2 separate regions of the Mus musculus genome follow, and region 1 is linked to region 2. A link is a contact called in public promoter capture Hi-C data. All regions are on one chromosome and are shown on one strand. Each heading gives the region's core, a stretch centred on a gene start, on an enhancer-like site or on the middle of the called end of the contact. The rest is flanking DNA. Distances are from core to core; before and after follow the strand shown.

What was found. Promoter capture Hi-C pulls out the DNA fragments that hold promoters and counts their contacts.
Region 1: a contact with region 2 is called in a promoter capture Hi-C map of pre-B cells, with 9 times the contacts expected there. The contact joins the promoter of Rab11fip4os1 here to the promoter of Lyrm9 in region 2. A contact is called at or near these places in 3 of 39 promoter capture datasets (the C10 cell line, cranial neural crest and pre-B cells), 1 of 115 datasets of contacts at active chromatin or transcription factors (pancreatic cancer cells) and 1 of 9 other capture datasets (adipose tissue).

What each region holds. Positions count from the first base shown.
Region 1 is chr11:79,618,981-79,625,423 of GRCm38.p6, forward strand. It overlaps Rab11fip4os1 (RAB11 family interacting protein 4 (class II), opposite strand 1), which reads right to left and starts at 4,183. Exons shown (of 3, transcript NR_003283.1): 1 at 3,920-4,183. Rab11fip4 (RAB11 family interacting protein 4 (class II)) reads left to right here. Exons shown (of 15, transcript NM_175543.3): 2 at 649-736; 3 at 1,487-1,575.
Region 2 is chr11:78,822,856-78,828,816 of GRCm38.p6, forward strand. It overlaps Lyrm9 (LYR motif containing 9), which reads left to right and starts at 3,740. Exons shown (of 4, transcript NM_001076681.2): 1 at 3,740-3,781. It also overlaps the pseudogene Gm23219.

The DNA of each region.
Region 1 (6,443 bases), core at 2,933-5,432, 800 kb after region 2:
CTTTGAAGCCAACCTGGGACAAATAAAATGCTGTTTCCACTAAAAAACCCAAAACCCAACCAACCAAACAACCAAACAAAAGTTGTTAGCCAGGCATGGCGGTGCATGCCTGTGATCTCAGCATTCAAAAGGCCGAGGCAGGAGAATTCAGTTTTAAGCTAGTCTGAGCTACATAGCCAGACCCTGTCTACAAAGTAGACAAACAGTGAACCTGGCAGCAGTGTTGGCTTTCAGTGTGCTGTCTTTGGAGAGGCTGTAGGAGCATGCTCTGCACCCTTGAGGCCTCTTTACTTTTTCTCACTTGAGCCTTTTTGTTTGTTTGTTTTGTTTTTTGAGACAGGGTTTCTCTGTGTAGCCCTGGCTGTCCTGGAACTCACTCTGTAGACCAGGCTGGCCTCAAACTCAGAAATCTGCCTGTCTCTGCCTCCCAAGTGCTGGGATTAAAGGCATGTGCCACCATCTCCCGGCCTCACTTGAGTCTTAATCAGAGAATGACATGATCCTAGAGGGAAAGACCACATTGGGAACACTGGTGTCCTTTTGACCTAGTTGGCGAGACCCACCCACCTCCATTCCACCTTCTGCCTGGTGCCCTGGGCCCTTGGGATGTCCAGGGTGCTTCAAGCATGTCCTCTTTCCTTCCCAAAGGTGGAAAAACTTGTGAAGTGTTTGGATCCCAATGACCTGGGGAGAATCAACTTCAAGGATTTTTGCCGCGGAGTATTCGCCATGAAAGGTGAGGTCCTTTTGGGAGCACTGTCCAGATAGGAGGCCAGCACACAGGGTACCAGAGCCCAGGGTGGGTCCCAGAAATGGGTTCTGTTCCTGGAGGGAGCTGGCTGCCATGTCTCTCTCCTCTTAGGGCTTCCTTATGTATTATCTGCCCTCTCTTCTCTGAGCCCTTCCTAACTCCTCCCTTTCTTTCCTCAATCCTCTCTCTCTCTTTTTTTCTTCCAAAATTCCAAAGGCAGTTTTAAGAACTCACAGAATACTCAGCTTTTCTGTCAAGTTCCCCCAAGCCCCCGAGGAAATGAAGCTGAGGAAGCCCAGGCGCCCCTAAGATTTTCTGGAGGCATTTGTTTGTTTGATTCTCTGTGCTGAGCAGGGGGTAGGAGCCTCCTGACCTCCTAAGAGTGGCCCTATCTAGGGCTGGGGGGTTGCTAGAGAACCTTGTGGGCGGCCCCTGTGCAGAGGGAAGTACCTTTTAGCCTGGTGCTTCCCTGCGTGCGCCCAGCATGCTTCTGTATATGTGAGTGTCTCCTCTCTTAGTCCCCGCTGCTGAGGTTCATCTCATGGAAGAAGTTCTTCTCATCAGGTGCCTTTCTGACACCTTGAGTGGGGCCCTGGACCAGGCCCATGCAGCTGGCTGTCTCCTCCCCTGCCACCCGTTCTTCCAGCTCTTCCCTCCAAGGCCCATTAGTCAGAAGAACAGCCTTATGGACTGAGGCTCAGACCACTCACTGCCCGTTTATCTGTCTGTCCACAGGGTGTGAGGAGCTGCTGAAGGACGTGCTGTCGGTGGAGAGCGCAGGGACCCTGCCATGTTCTCCAGACATCCCAGACTGTGTGGAGCAGGTAAGGGCCCCTGCCTCAGCGCCTGCTGCCTTCCGCCACCCTCTGCATTTGCACCTGGGCTCAGCTTTGGAAGGTCTGGAAGGACTGGGCTTTCCACTAATGATCTTCTGGCATCAAAGTCAAAAGACAGCTACAGGATTGCTGAGTAAGGTAGCACCTGCCTCTAATCGTAATCCTCAGGAGGCTGAGGCAGGGGGACTGCCACAGGTTTGAGGCCAGCCTGGGCCACATAGCAAGACTGTCTCAAAATAATCAAGAAAAGAAAAAAATATCACTTTGGAATCGGTACAGTGAAGCCCTTAGGAAGTCTAGTGTGTACACACACACACTAAATATGTAATTAATTTTTTTTAATTTTAAAGTTAGTTTTCATAACCCAGTCTCTAGCCCCTCCTTCCGTCTAGAGGTGGGGAGTTAGAGGGGCTGAGAGTCCCAAGTGTGATATTTCTGTGACCAGCACCATCATGGGGCACCTAGAAACACCCTAAGTCATCTCAGTGACATAAACTCGGGTGTGGGTACCAGGCAGTGGTTAGGCAGAAAAGCCACTCCTTTAGGGAAATAACAAGGCCTCCAGAGCTCTGTGCCTCTTTGCATCCTGCTGATGTGGTAAATGCCATGACCAGAACCAAGTTAGGGAGACCACAACCCAGTACCAGCAGTCGTTCAAGGCAGGGATCTGGAGGCAGGAAGTGAAGCCAAGGCCATGGAGGTACCCTGCTTGCTGGTGTGCTCTCTGCTTCTGTTGAGCTAGCTTGGGGACAGCTGCCCTGGACTGGACCCTCCACCATCAATAAATAATAAGCTGTCTCACAGTCGTGCCCACAGCTCAATCTGATGGAGGCAAATCTTCAGCCGAGGATGTCCATTCTTCCCAGGTGTGTCGGGCTGACAACCAAGAGCAGCCATCATAGAGACCACCTTCATTTTGTATTTGCATATATCCTTGGCTTTAGTTGACCTCTAGTCTCCCCACTCCCTCTGCTCCTCATACTCACAGAAAGGTTCCTAGTTACACGTGTTCCGTTATTGCCTCTGCCCATTTCCCTTAAGGCCTCTCTTGTCCCTCTCTAGTTTCCTGGCTTCTATACACATTAGCTTCCACATAAATGCACAGAGTGTGTGTGTGTGTGTGTGTGTGTGTGTGTGTGTGTGTGTGTGTGTGTGTTTTAATTTATTCTGCTGTTATCGCCAAATGATCTGTTTATAATGCATTGGACTGTTTGCAAGCACAGCTGTGTACCACAGAGACAGTTTAAGTTGCACTATCCACAGTCTCCAGGGAACCTTCCGGCTGGATGAGGACTCTTTTGGTTTCTCACCCAAGTCAGCTCCAAAACCCCTCTGGCTCTGGGTAGTCCCTCATCCTGAGGCCACCTCCCTGAGAAATGGAAGAAGGCTAGAGCCATAGTATTCTGCGTGGTGGTGTCCAACTGGGCTTCGGCAGGGAGGAAGCTATATGAGGTGTCTGGTAATGCTGAGGGTGGCCAAACAGACCGTGTCGGAGAAAGCTAAGGCACTATCAAGAGACAGAAGTGTATCAATTCAGTTGAAGATTGCAGTTATGCGGGCTGAGTATATCCTGGTGTTAGATTATTTACCTAGGTTCTCATAATTGAGCCTGATCAGATTGAGACATACTTGCAACAATGGTTCTCAACCTTCCTAGTACTAGGACCCTTTCCTCATGTTGTGGTGACACTCACATCCATGAGGTCATTTTATTGCTACTTTATAGCTGTAATTGTGTTACTGTTATGAATTGTCATGTAAATGCCTGATATACAGGATCTGATATGTGTCCCCAAAAGGGTCAGAACCCACAGGTAAGAAACACTGACTTAGAAGATTAGGAAAGGCCATTCAGGGTGGGTTGGGGAGGGTGTTTTCAGAGAGGGTTAACTAAAAGGAGATGTGCCCTGAATATACAGGCCCCGCCATCCTGTCAGACGGAATGAAAGGACAAGAAAGGGAAAAGTCGGTAGATCAGGTTCACCACCACCACCACCACCACCCTGCCCTTCCCCACCATGAGGTATGACGCTTCTACCACACATTCCTACTGCCGTGTTACTCTGTCTTACCTCAGTCTCCAAGCAATGGATCCCAGTGAGACTCTGAAACCATGAGCCAAGATAAGTTCGTCCTCCCTCCCTCCCTCCCTCCCTCCCTCCCTCCCTCTCTTCCTCGAGTCCTTCATTGACAACAGGACTAACACAAGATCTAGGGCAGGAACAGGACAGTGGGTTTTGTAAGGTGGGAACAGTAACGGATCTGGTCATTCAGAGATTCACCATCTGACGATGACTTAATTCTAATACAACAGGGTTTATTAAATACTGACCGGGGAGCTGGAGAGATGACTCAGAGGTTAAGAGCATTGGCTATTTCTCCAGACGTCCTGATTTCAATTCCCAGCAACCACATGGTGGCTCATAACTATCTATATTGAAGTCTTCTGGCTTGCAGGCATACATGTAGGCAGAATGCTGTATATATTATAAATAAATTAATTAAAAAAATATACTGGCCAAGACCATTCCTGAGACTCAAGCTCAGAGAATGGCCCCCGAATTCCATTAGTCAGGAGTTTATAAAGGCAAAACTCACGAGGCTACAAACTTCCTGCCTTTGTCCAACCAGGGGCAGGCATATATCCTGACGTACTTCCTGCCTATGTACCTCCTCCGCCTACCCATGATCAAGTGCATATCCTGTGCAGTTGGGGCAACCAAGCTTGTTTACAGAAGTGAAAATGTGTGGTTTGTTATCGTACATAAACTACAGCATTTCAGGAAGTTATCTGTCCTTGAGCAAGTGGACCTTACAGGTTACAGGCTTTTGTTTTGTTTTGTTTTGTTTTGTTTTGTTTTGTTTTTTAGAGACAGGGTTTCTCTGTGTAGCCCTGACTGTTCTGGAACTCCCTCTGTAGACCAGAACGCCCTCAAACTGAGAGAGATCCCCCTGCCTCTGCCTCCTGATTAAAGGCATGCACTACCCCCTGGTGAAGCATTTCTGCTTTATATTTCTCTTAAGCACAGTAATTTAAACTTAAAACATAGTGTTGCTATCACAGGAATAAAGAAACTGAATAACAGGAACAAAAAGCTGATTGGCCAGCATCAAACTGCTATTTTGAAAGGGTTAAGGTAGCAGGAGACTCCCTTACCGTACCAGCTAAGACCCTCCTGATTTCCACATAGCAGTTTAGTTTCCGTCTTAGTGGCACGAGACACTGTCATGAGCAAGGCTCTTTCTGTCCAGTCTGCTTAGTGCAGATGCCTGCTCCTCACAAAGGGAACCTGTAAATTTTGTCTAACAATTTGAAGATGACAGAGACTAAACGTCCAGCCGCTGTGGGGCCAGGGTACAAGTCTGGTTCCAGACTGTGCTCAGCTTGAGAACCGTTAGGGGTAGACCTGGATAACCAGGCTCCAAGTGTGTGTAAGGCCAGCGCTGAGGGCTCCAGAACTGTTTTACTGTGTCCGGTCCATGAATGCATTCAGGACCAATGGAACCAGACCTGGGACAGAGAACCCCCAATGTGGGGCTGACACTAAGTGGCCCTGGACTCTTTTTGGGCCCAGCCTTTGTGGAGGGTGCAGAATGAGTAGGCGGTACCGTCATTTAAAAATGGGATCCGCACCTCACTAAGGCCACTGACTACCCATACAACTTCAGCAAGTTCCCCTCAACATCTCAGAACCTCAGTTTTCTTGGCCAAAAAGCAGGACTTGCCCAGCCAGGCTAGGTCTGATTTAATGCAAGGACAAATCAGGGATCCACAATCATCCGAGTCTCTGCATCCCCTTCACCCTTGAGGTCCAATGTTTCAAAGACATGTCAAAACGAAGCTTGCAGTGAGAAGTTGGAGAACAGAGATGCACTGAGGCCAAGAACCCCAGGGGTACCCAGGAGCAGGGACATGTTCCATGGGCTCCAGCAGCTTCCGTGGCATCCGTACTGTCTCAACCACAGCCAGAAAAGATGGTGCATTTAGCAAAGAGGGGAAGTAGGCTCGGAGGACCTGACCCTCAAGAGGGAATTCTTTATAAGCAATGGTCTTGTTGTATTGTTTTCCCAAAATCCAGAGGTCCCAGAGAGGCAGAAAGACGGAGCCAGCAATCTCAACAACCTGGCTCTTCCCGTCTCCCCTGTAGGACTGTAGAATGTGACTGTGAGTGTTATGCCTCTTCCAGGAAGACAAACCTCTTCCCATCCTCCACACAGCTCTGGCCAGAGCACCCACTGAGGCTGTGTATTCCTAGGCATGGCAGGTGACTTGGTTTGGCTTAGTCAGATAGCTTGGTGGACATGGGCCAATTCCTGCCTGTGGGCTCCTGAGTGTCCCTGAGCCATCCAGGCAGAGTGAATCCTTAGAACTCACCGGAATCCCAGCTCCTGGAAGAGATGGAGCAAACCCATAGCTCATCAAAGTCAGAATTCCGAGGAAGCCAGCTAGAGGCAGATCCTAATGCTGTGGACCAGGCACCCAGCACCTTGCTGTGCTCCAGCTGTCCCCTAGAGGTCAGTGTGGGACCAAGAAGCCAGCCAGATTCTGGTTCTTGTGGGGGGGGGGGGGGTTGCAGTGTGTCTCCAGGGAGTACAGATCTGAGCCTGGGATTGAGGAGGTAGAGAATGGCACACAGCTGGATGTCAGGACTGCAGCTGAGCGCCCTCAGTGGAGGGACGTGAACCCTTCAGGGTGTGGATGTCACTTGCAGCTTGTGGCTTGTTGGGAGTCACCTTGAGACTATAAAGTGCTTTCCTGTTGGCTGTAGGATACATAGGCTTCTGCATCTGTTCCTCTTCCAGGTCCCATGGAGGCCGGTGCTGGGCACCACAGGCCTGGGCAAGTCCACTCTGGA
Region 2 (5,961 bases), core at 2,490-4,989:
CTCCTCCTCCTCTTTCTCTTTTTCCTCCTCTGCCCTTCCTCTTCCTCCTCTTCTTCAGTAGTTGTTATAGGTTCATGGTTCATGCTGTGGAGTTCAGGCTTGTCTCAAACGCAGGATTCTGTTCTAGCGCCCCCTAGCTCTGGCATTACACTCATGAATCACCATGCCTGGCTACACTTAACTCTTTTTCATGGGGAAAAAAAAAATCCATTCCAAAGGTAATTTACATAAAAATTGTGGCTATTGGTATAAATGTTATTTACAGTCTTAAGTCACGAGATGTATCCTAAAAACAAACAAACAAACAAAAAAAACAGACGGAAAAGCAGAGACCAAAGCCTAGAGGTGGTACGTACTGATTTCCTGTGTGGCTTCACATGCAGCCACTGTCAATAAATAACTACAGAACACATCAGAAGGGTAGAATGATGTGTGCCGGCCCGGTGGGTTAGCGTCACTGTGCTGCAGAAAGCAACACAAGACCAAAGTCCTGGAACACCAGACTCGATCCTGTAGCTCGCGTGCTGTGACTACTCCTGGTTTGCCTTTCCCCTCATACTCCTTTTTATAAAAACCTCGAGTCCCTGTTCATCCCCTTCTCCCACCCAGCAATTACAGAAGAAAAGACACTAGATGCCTGAGATCTCACATAACCTTTTACACCCGATATTTTCACTGTCTTACTAACAACCCTCTCTAGTAGTCAGCAAGGGCTATGTTTTGCAACACCCCAGGGTGGCAAAGATCTGTATGCGGGATTTTTTTCCCCCCATTTTTGCCTTGGTGATCTCTTTTGGCACATCCACCTGTCACTTTGTGCCCCTCTCCCTGTGTTCTGGCAGAATTTGAGTCATGCAAATTGCAAACTGGTAAATAGCAACTTTGCATATTTTGAATAGGAGGGAACATCAAGGTAGAACGCATCCTGTATGCCCAGAGAAATGGGAGCCGGGGAGGCCTGAGAGCCAGGGCAGGTCCAAGGGCCTAAGTATATTCTTCAAAGTATTTTATCATACTCATTACAGCCATTGTATATTTATGAATTAATTTGAATTATTTACATGGTCAACATTTGAGACAATAACCCGAAATAATCAAAGCATGCAAATGCATCGTTTCTCTTTGAAATGTGGAAATGGGGCTAGGGAGCTGGCTCAGTGGGTGGAACAGGCACTCCCGGTCAAGCCTGCCAGCCTGAGTTCATTTTCCTGGACCTACACACACACACACGCACACACACACACACCACAGCACATACACATAACAATAAGCAAATACATGTAATTTTTAAAATCTGGAGGTTGAGGTAAACTGAAAAGCATCAGAATGTCTTGCCTCTTTCTCTACAGAGCAGTTCCAAAGCTGCCACTACACGTCATTACAGGTCAGGCTTCATGACACGAGTTCAGAACATGGCCATTTGGTTCTGAGGGGGAGCCGATAAATTCCCCAGGGAGGAGGGATCTCCTGCACGGCCAACCCTTGAGTGATAAATTTCTTAAGCAAAAGGTCTTTAAAATTCCACTGACCTGTGCTCGCTTCAGCAGCACATATACTAAGATTATCACAGCCCCTGTGCAAGGATGACACGCAAATTCGTGAAGTGTTCCATATTTAATAAAAAAAAGAAATTCCACTGACCTGTAAATATCATGCAGCCTGACACCAGGGCGCCCAGCTGCCAATCTCAGTGTGGAAGAAAATGACAAGATGAGAATGGGTGGGTTTCCATTAGGTTACAGACTTGGTGCTATTTCAGTGAATGCTTGGACTGGTAAGAATTCTTTAGTTTTACTACTGAAATGAAAAGAAATTTAAAGTTTCTGTCAAGTTAAAAAGAATCACTATTTCCTTATTCTTTTTTTGTTTTTTATTTTCTTCCTTCCTTTCTTCTTTCTTTTGTTTTGTTTTGTTTTATTTGTGTTTTTTTTTTTTTTTTTTTTTTTGCTTTTACAAGACAAAACAGCCCTGTTTCTCTGTGTAACAGCCCTGGGTGTCCTGGAACTCGATTTGTAGAGCAGCCTGGCCTCGAACTCACAGAGCTCCACCTGCCTCTGCCTCTGGAGTGTTTGGATTAAAGGTGTGCACCTCCTTGCCTGGCTTGGATTATTCTTAAATCCAAGTTCTCACTGTGACTCGGTAAAAGAAAGGGAGCTGCTATCCACATCTCTCCCTCAAGCTAAAAAATAAAAAAATTTCTTTTCTGTTCTTTCTCTTTTGTGCTGCCTAGCTGTCGACAAAGAGTTTTCGAGAAAGATAAATGTTGTGTCTCTGTAAAGACAGAAGTAACACAAGAGGCAGGAAGGTGGAGCCTTTCGGAGGTAGAGCTAACAGCTTGCTTCTTGAATATTTTATGACCTAGGTATTAGAATGAGGCTTCTGAAGCAGGAACACGGAGATCTAGGAACAAAAGAGGGGGACTGAGAGAACAGATTGAAATTTCTTAAAAATATGAAAGGATCTTAATGTTGTACGAGAGAGTGGATTGGTGTCCCAGCAGGTTGCTCCTAGTAAGGGCTCTAAAAGCGTAATGATTTATTGATTGGATCTGCACTAATGACATGCCGTGATTATGCATGGGTAAATAAAAAGGCTGATTTATGAGGGTGCATTCGGATCTTTCAGATACAGTTGGTCCAAGTCTACAGTTTGAAAATAAATGAAGGAAATTATCTGGGTATTCCAGGGGAAGAATCCTCCCACACAGATTTGAAGACGGGGTAGAGTGTTAGCTGAAGAGGAGGAAGGGGGTGCTTTGTGTGTGGGGGGGGTGCGGGAGGGAGACGGTGGCATTCTAGAGAGTTGAAGATGAATCAGAGAAAGGAAGTAGTTCTGTTAAGAAATAGCCCCTGCTTCCTAAGAGGAAGAAAAATAGACTTCCGAGTGCTGCTAAACAGCGATGTTTACTTTTAAAAAATGAAGAAAAAAGGCATTATAAGCAATTGTCTTGTTAAAGCAGCTACATGAGGAGCGTGTGTAAGGAAATCGGGCTTTTCATTATAGGTAGATTTTTTTTAAAGCCCCGAAGAGGAAAGATGAAGAGAAGCAATGTTATCCACCGGCGCCCTTGCTGCCTTTCAGACAGCGGCCCAGAGAAGCTAGAAGCCTCATTGAACAGGGCGTTTGTCTCATGAAAAAGACCTGTCTTTATTTCTTTCAGGATATAAAACTTGTGTTTAAATCAATTCAGAGAAGCATTCTGACTTTAAACATGCGCGAGTGGGGAGAACCCGTTTAATGAAACAGCATTATTTCATTTTCAAAAAATGATCCCGGCAGTAGCTGCAAGTTAAGATTCTTCATTCTCTCCCTCGATTATAATTATAGCAGAGTTGAAAGGAAGCGTGCCTATTACTGTCATATGTATTCTTCTGACAGGTGTTGTGGGACTGTAATTTGATCAAGTGACTCGAAATGAAGACTCCCTTCCAAACATAATTCCTGTCATCAACATAACAACAGGAAGGACACGTCCTTCAAGAAGACGTTTCACAGATCTTGAGCACCCCTAATATTCTCCATTCGTGGGAATATGAAGAAGAGCTTGCCATCAGAGTTTGTATCCAAGGTTGTAAGGGAGACAAGGAAAAGCGGGCCGTGGTTCCAGCCAACTGGGCGGGGTCGGATCAGGAAGCCCGCACCCAGTAGGACCCCGAGTCCCGCGGATGGCCGGCAGAGGGCGCTAGGGTACCAGGCGGGGGCGGGGCTGCGCTTGCTTCTGCCGCGCAGGCGCAATCGTGTCGCTCGCGGTGTCTCCAGTTGGCGTCCGCCGGGAAGGCGGGTGAGCCGCGCTGCGCGGGCCCTTGGGCGGGGACTCGGGGGGCGGCAGGGGCGGGCTGGGGATTACCGAGGCTGCCTGCAGGGCCGGGATATGTGGAAGCCCTGGGGGCGATCTGCGGGCTCTCCAGGCTTTCCCCTAGTGCCAGCGACACCTGTCGCAGCCATAGTTGCCGCGCCGCGGAGGAGCGTGGGAGGCCGGGATGCGGTGTCGGAGGACACGGGGAGCCAGGTCTCTGCCATGTGCTGCTGGCATCTGCACTCGGCTGGAGCAGCCTCCGTTCTATGGTTTTCAAAGAGGAGACGTGCTACTCTCACTCGGTCTGCAGGAACACCCTGTTACCAGGAGTATCTGGAATAATTTTGGTCTTTGCAATATGTAACCCTATCTGGCCTTGAACTCGTAATCCCCCTGCCCCAACTTCCCAGTAGTACTGTGATTCCCGGCCAGTGCTAAAGTGCACACGTTTAATAACATTTAGAATGTGCGCAGATGTGCATCTATGGCCACTGTTGATTTTAGAACATTTACCTTGAAAGAAAACCATCTACATTTGCTGGCAAAACCCCTCTCCAGTCTCGTCCTTTCTCTTTGCGCTAGGCAACCACTTAGCTGATTTCCATAGATTTTGTTAGTTCTGAACATTTCACAGAAATGGAATCAATCATATGCAGCCCCGGTTATTGGTTTCCTGCGTCTTTTATGCCTCATTCAAAGCACGCACGTGGTAGCATATGTAAGTGCTTCATTCGCTTTATTACAGAATAATTTTCCAATGTTTGCCTGGATCAGATTTTATCTCCCCATGTGCCCAGTGATGGCCCTTGGGACTCATTTGAAGTCCTTACTCTTACATACCTGTCTTCTGGGTATAAGGTGGGGGTGGGGGTGGGGGTGGGCCAAAGAAAGGGAAGGATAAAGTGTATATCCTTGGGTGGCACGTGGGATTTGGCCAGGAAGAAAGAGACTGATTAGCTTAGCTGCTAACTAGGAGCTAGGAACAGCTCCGTGGTAAAAAGGTTGCCAGGCATCGTCAAGCCCCAGGATTCATTTCCAGCATCCCCACCTCCCACAGGGATGGACCAAAAACTGGTTCTGAAGGGTGTGCCGGTGGGAATGTAGGGAGGCTGGCCTGACCTTGGCTGTGTGGGAGAGGGACGAGGGGAGGCAGGATTGCTGGAAGAACATAAATATGCCAGATGGAGCCCTAGGGTGGGCGGGGGCAGGGAGCTAACCATTCCTATTTTCAACTTTCTCCATCATGAAGATTAATTGCGTATTTAAAAAAAATGGCTGGTGCAGGCTTAATTTAGCTTTTATCAGTACTCAATTGGGCATAATTTCGGGTTATTTTCTGCAGTTCCATTATCTTTTTAAATGTATGACTCTTTTTCCAATTATTTTTAGGTGACCCGTGTTAGGACACAGGTTAGTGATAACGACAGTGAGCTTACCTGTGATTGGGTCTTTTCTTCTTAGCACCTGTGCCAGCATTGTCACCTGGCACCCAGGAAGTTCCCTTTATGCCCCCCGCCCCCACCAATAGGTCATGTTCTTTAAGCTTTATAAACTGGTTTTGTTTCAGTTTTTTTTTTAAAGATTTATTTATTATGTGTAAGTACACTGTAGTTGTCTTCAGACACACCAGAAGAGGGCATCCAGTCTTGGGACAGATGGTTGTGAGCCACCATGTGGTTGCTGGGATTTGAACTCAGGACCTCTGGAAGATCAGTCAGCGCTCTTAACTGCTGAGCCATCTCTCCAGCCCCTTGTTTAAGTTTTGAGACAGGCAGGATCTTGGATAGCCCAGGCTGACCTCGAGCTTATTATGTAGCCTAGACTGGACCTTGAACCCAGGCTTCCTGCTTCTACCTCCTGAGTGCTATTACGGGGATATGCCACTAGACCCATTCAGTTCTGTATGTGAGTGTAATGAGTGTGTGTGTGGTCACAAGTGGAGGTCAGAGGACAGCTTTTGGGAATTGGTTCTCTCCTGCCACCTTGTGGGATCCAAGAGTTTGAACTCAGATTGTAAGGCTGGAGTCTAAGGCATCCTATCTCTCTAAGATTTTGTTTTTTAAAGCATTCCTTTGTGTGTGTGTGTAATTGACATTAGCCTGATTTTCTTTTCCATCTGTATTTGAGAGGGTGCTACAGTGCCCTTGTATTTCTGAAAGGAGCAG